Linked DNA regions of Mus musculus: region 1 is linked to region 2. Evidence: chromatin contacts called from public HiChIP or PLAC-seq data. All regions are on one chromosome and are shown on one strand. Each heading gives the region's core, a stretch centred on a gene start, on an enhancer-like site or on the middle of the called end of the contact. The rest is flanking DNA. Distances are from core to core; before and after follow the strand shown. Region 1 overlaps Dst (dystonin). Region 2 overlaps Dst (dystonin).

What was found. HiChIP or PLAC-seq counts read pairs in DNA pulled down with a chosen protein or histone mark.
Region 1: an H3K27ac HiChIP or PLAC-seq map of microglia shows a contact between it and region 2, with 5 times the contacts expected there. The contact joins two enhancer-like sites. A contact is called at or near these places in 1 of 115 datasets of contacts at active chromatin or transcription factors (microglia) and 1 of 9 other capture datasets (pancreatic islet).

What each region holds. Positions count from the first base shown.
Region 1 is chr1:34,289,057-34,291,756 of GRCm38.p6, forward strand. It overlaps Dst (dystonin), which reads left to right. Exons shown (of 103, transcript NM_001276764.1): 90 at 468-611; 91 at 1,303-1,491. Among named protein-coding and RNA genes, the nearest start is that of Gm26788, 110 kb to the left of the region's middle. Within about 2 kb of position 1,350, at least 25 of the 459 cell types and tissues checked have an H3K27ac peak or open chromatin away from gene starts, as enhancers often do. A contact at or near this core is called in microglia, where this site is marked.
Region 2 is chr1:34,027,907-34,030,606 of GRCm38.p6, forward strand. All of the region lies in intron 4 of Dst (dystonin), which reads left to right. Among named protein-coding and RNA genes, the nearest start is that of Mir6896, 88 kb to the right of the region's middle. Within about 2 kb of position 1,360, at least 37 of the 459 cell types and tissues checked have an H3K27ac peak or open chromatin away from gene starts, as enhancers often do. A contact at or near this core is called in microglia, where this site is marked.

The DNA.
Region 1 (2,700 bases), core at 100-2,599, 260 kb after region 2:
GATTCACTTGAAAGATTTTTTTTTAAACACCATTTTTTTAAATAACCTTGCCCTTCAAGGTCACGCTGGAAGTCCCTCATTCTGCTGTAGCGTGTGTTACATCATCTGCTTCTGACTTTCATTGCTGCCCTTCCTCAGAGATTGGTTGAGTATAGCAAGGAAACGTTGCCTCCCTGTTGATAGTGGTGCAGGCTTGCCCGGCATGGCCTGGAGGACCAAAGTGCTTTGTACACTGTTTACTACCCGTGAGGCGAGACTGTAAGAGTAGGGAAAGTGTCAGGCTCATGGTGAATCTTAGAATCAGCTCAGTACTTAGAAGTCGAGCTTATACCACTGCGGGCTGGCAGCCGGCCAGCATTAGACCCTACACCAGACTGAAGTCCTACCTCATTTCTGTAACACAACATGAAGTGAATGTCACAGCAAGGGCCGACAGCTAACGGAAGTGTCTGCTCCGCCCGCTGCAGGAGTTCATGAAGAGACTGGAAGAGAAAAGGGCAGAACTAAGTAAGGCCACCGGTATGGGGGACGCTCTTCTGGCCGTCTGCCACCCTGACTCCATTACCACCATTAAGCACTGGATCACGATCATCCAGGCCAGGTTTGAAGAGGTCAGTGCGTCTGACGTCATCTGGGGTAGGGGCGACTGTGCAGGGGGCGGGGAAACGGGAATCCTCCAGCCCAGGCCGACTGTGGGAAGACAGGCCTTCGTGGGGAAGCGTCTCGTAGATTCCTCTCAAGTGTGTCAGCCCCTGAAGGAGCCGTTAACTAGAAACGTTACAGGTCCTGCAAGTGGTGTCTGTGAGACCTTAAATGGCAGATGTTTGCTTTGCCATGGGTTTTGTCCCACCTTTCCACTGTGTCTGGGGAATAATGCCTCGCTGAAGAATGTTCCAGGAGTGGGGGGGCCTTGTGTGCTTGTGGGAGTGAATGGAAGAACTCGATGGGAATTGAGCTCCTGTTTAAGATCTTTAGCACTTTAGATTCTGCCGCTTCTGAAAGCTGCCTGGAGTAGGCATGCTTTAGAGAAGGTATACTTGAACATGAGAAAGCCCAAGGGATAAACAGGAGTAAACCTGGATGCTAGGTACATGGCTAACATTTTCCTGAGGACAGACATCCTCGAAAGGGGACTCGGTGCTTCCTCAGGCTGGATCTGAGAGCCACTGGCCAGATCTAGACTAGCAGAAAGCTTCCTAGGTCTAGCTCAGAAGGATCCTAGTTGACTTTTTAAATGGGTGTGGTTTACATTAATGAAACTAAGTTGCAAGAACCTGAGCGAGCTGTGTGTCCGTGCAACAGGTGCTGGCCTGGGCGAAGCAGCACCAGCAGAGGTTAGCAGGGGCGCTGGCTGGGCTCATCGCCAAGCAGGAGCTGCTGGAGACTCTGCTGGCATGGCTACAGTGGGCGGAAACCACACTGACCGAGAAAGATAAGGAAGTTATCCCCCAGGAGATCGAAGAGGTGAAAACCCTCATTGCAGAACACCAGGTAAAGAAACTCAATCCATCCCCTCGGGTGTCTCCTTTCTCTTGTTGCTAGGCTTCTCCAACCCGTTCCCAGACTAGTGAGCCTCTTGGCCCGCAGCTGCATTACAGCTGGTCTTATTTTAACTTGACTCTCCCTCTGGGCGGTCTGATCTCATTGCTGTGGCCCTGGCCTGCACTTACTTCCTTGTTTCCTATCTGCTTTTCCTCTGTCTTCTCAGATGAACAACCATGAATATTCCAAATGCAGCCTACTTAGAAAGGGGGTGCCTTCTCGTCCTCAGAGTGACTACTCACCCTGAGCACCCCACCTGTTTTAAATGCTGAAATGATGGCTTTCTATGTGCCCTGATTCATAGAATGTTTACTGGAGCTGGAGATATGGCTCAAAGGTTAAGAACACTTAGGAACTAAATTCAGTTCCTCAAAACCACATGTAAATTCAGTTTCGGGAATTGCAGCTCCCTCTTCTGACCTCTGCAGGCATTACACACAGGTGGTGTATATATTGACAAGCAACAACATACACACACACACAAAACTAAAAACAGAATTTTAAAATGTTAAATCTGTGTTATTGGTATCTACCTGTCCCAAAGTATCTCAGGTTATGTGGATATTATAATTATCACGGTGGCTCAAGTTTCCCAACATAAGAAACATTTGTCTGCCTTATGTTTTCCCGTCACTTTTGACCGCAGCCTCTGCCTTTCCTCAGCCAACATACCCAACGTGTAGGGACCAGTCGGCAGTAACAAGAAGCCAAGGAGATGCAATGAGGAGTAGCAGGATACTGAGCCTTTACAAATGTAACTTTTTAAATGTACCGCACTAATCTCACTGCTCCCTGTGACCAGTAGGAATCTCTGTGTTTAACATGGCCATCTTCCACCACTGTGTGCAAAGCAATTCAAGTTTTTTAAACTGTGTGGGAAGAATGCACGGCATCAGGAACATGTTCACTTAAACCCCTGGTGGAAGACCTTGGAAATTCAGACGGAGTTGATGCCGATAGCTAGGATGGCCTGCAGATGTTGTTTTTTCTGACTGAAAAGTGACAGTTTTGTTTTTTATTTGAACTTGCCTTTGGTCCGGTGTCAGGCTTTACCTTCTCCGGAAATCATTGAAAGCGCCAACTGTCACAGTTGCTTAATGGGATAATCCTTTAAAAATAATGGCACAGCCCTTTCACCCGGGGTTTTAATCTATACCG
Region 2 (2,700 bases), core at 110-2,609:
GGGCCTACTCAGCATGTCTGCGCCCATATAGAGCCTCATAAAGTCCCTCACAGGCAAGAATGAAAGAATTTTAGAAAACCAGTGTTTCTTTGGAATAAAAGTGATCCCCAGAATTATAAAAGGTACCTGATTTAAGAGATGATGTAGAAGTTCAAAACAGAGAGAAAAAGCTCATTTTACATTTAAAAGAAGTATTATAAAGCAGAAGATGGAATACTTCCGGAGTTTGGGAAGCCACAGAAAATATGTAAATCCCCTAAATATGTCCACTACTGTGATAATCCTGGGCGTATTATAAATGTTCAGTATATATATTTAAAAACCAAGCGAGTGAGTTTCTTTTAATGAGGGCTTTTTAAATCAGTTTACTCTAAGTAATAGCTGCTTTTAAGTACAATAACCAGACTGTCACTTGCAAGGCTGCCAAGTTCAAATAAGCAGTAACTCTTCTAACTTGTAGGAAGCATTCAGATCACCTTACACTGTGCGTAGAGTTTGCACATAAGTCTTTGCCACTTTGAGGTACATAATTCATCATATAGGAAGATGAGCAAAGTGAACCGTTACCACAGTGGATGATGACAAGAGAAAAGTAGGAGATGGGGTTGATTTAAACAGAGATACCGTAAGGCCAGAAGCACAGAAAACTTTCCGAGTAGCAGCTCTGAGTGGGAGGGTATCCTTAGACAACAGCCATGGTCACAGACAAGCTGGCTGACACATTGTACACATTTGTTGGTAATGCAGAGAATCTTATTACCAGGCAGTAGCTGTCAAGTCCTCTGGCTCATTTAAACATAGGATGGCACTGTGTGGCTTGGGCAGTTGATGGTTCTCTCTCTGCAAGTGTGCATATCCTTACACGTGTGTGCACACCTGGGGCAAGACACAGCCCCTCGGCTCTTTGACGCTTGCTTTTGAGTATCTATTGGTTTTCTGGTACATTCATGTTGTCTTACCCCACTTGGATGAATGGCTTTCTTCACTTGAAGGGGACTACTGTCCCGTGCTGTGTCCTTACCCCATGTTTCCTGTGCACTGGTGCCTGGAAACTCCCCAGACAGTCAGCTGGGGAAGTTAACAGTAGGACTCAGCTTGTCTGCTTCCCCCTTTGAGAGGTTGTCTGTACTTTCCGTTCTCCACTGTCTAAAATTTGTGCTTGCATGTATATTGTCTGTATTCTCAGTTATTAAAAAAAAAAATAAACCTAGTACCTGCTACCAGGTTTTTCTCGTGAGAGAAATACCTTTTCTTCTTTAAAAAGTCCCTTAAAAAGTAAACAGGCTCTGGCTCACTCTCGTTTTCTCTCTCTGTCTGTCTCTGTCTGTCTGTCTGTCTCTCTCTCTCACACACACACACACACCCACACATACTAGGCATAGATTTTCTTTTTTTACTTTGTCGTTTGTCATTTGAGACAGGTTCTCTGTGTGTTCTATTTCAGAACTCTCTACTTAGACCAGGCTGGCATCGAACTCAGAATCCACTTGACTTTGCCTCCCTAGTGCTGAGATTAAAGGTGTCTACCACCACTCCTGGCAGATATTCGTTTTAATAGATGGGTTGTAGAAATGTTGATTTGATCTCAAAGTCCTTAATACAGAATTTGTCTAACCACTCCTTCTGTTCAGTGGAATCTCTGAACTGAACTTGGCAAAGACAAGAGTGTGTACACTGACCTTGGCATCAGGTTAGGAAATATGGAAATCAGTGTGTGTTTTCCCACTGGTTTTAATATTCCTATTTGCATGATCATTAAACCTGGGTCAGTTTAATAAAATTCTTTTATCAGAGTAGGGCAGACAGGGAGTAATTCTTTTTTTTTTTTTTTTTTTTTTTAAAGATTTATTTATTTTTATTGTATATAAGTACACTGAGCTGTCTTCAGACACTCCAGAAGAGGGAGTCAGATCTCGTTACGGATGGTTGTGAGCCACCATGTGGTTGCTGGGATTTGAACTTCGGACCTTCAGAAGAGCAGTCGGGTGCTCTTACCCACTGAGCCATCTCACCAGCCCCGGGAGTAATTCTTATGGTGGTGGGCAGTACCTCTGCTCTGAGTAACGGCAGACCCAGTGCTGGGGTCACACAGGAGGGGGTTACAGGAGGTAATTTGTCTTAGTCAGGGTTTCTATTCCTGGACAAACATCATGACCAAGAAGCAAGTTGGGAAGGAAAGGGTTTATTTAGCTTACACCTCCAAACCGCGGTTCATCACTAAAGGAAGTCAGGACTGGAAATCAAGTAGGTCAGGAAGCAGGAGCTGATGCAGAGGCCATGGAGGGATATTGCTTACTGGCTTGCTAGCACCAGCATGCTGTGTCTGAACGTTAGGCTCATAGGACTTGCTGGTAGCAGAGTTGTAACTTTAGCCCAGGTGTTTCCATCTCTGGGGTAAGACTTCTAGTCCTTAATTATACTGCGCCCAGCACCTAGACTCACATGGAATGCCACCTCATCTCCCTTGCTCTAAATAAGCACAGTGAGTCGTCAAGGTCCAGCCAGCCTGCTCCTGTCAGGATTCATTCTGGGTGTGTAAACGCTGCCATGCCACACTTCTGATATGAACTGAAGCTTTCGTTTAGCTGGTCACTTTAATACGTTCCTCGTGCATGTATTGTATCACGTCCCCGCAGGACATGCGGCCAGCAAATGGAAGGCACTGGCTGCCTGACTTAACAGTGTGGAAAGTTAATCTTG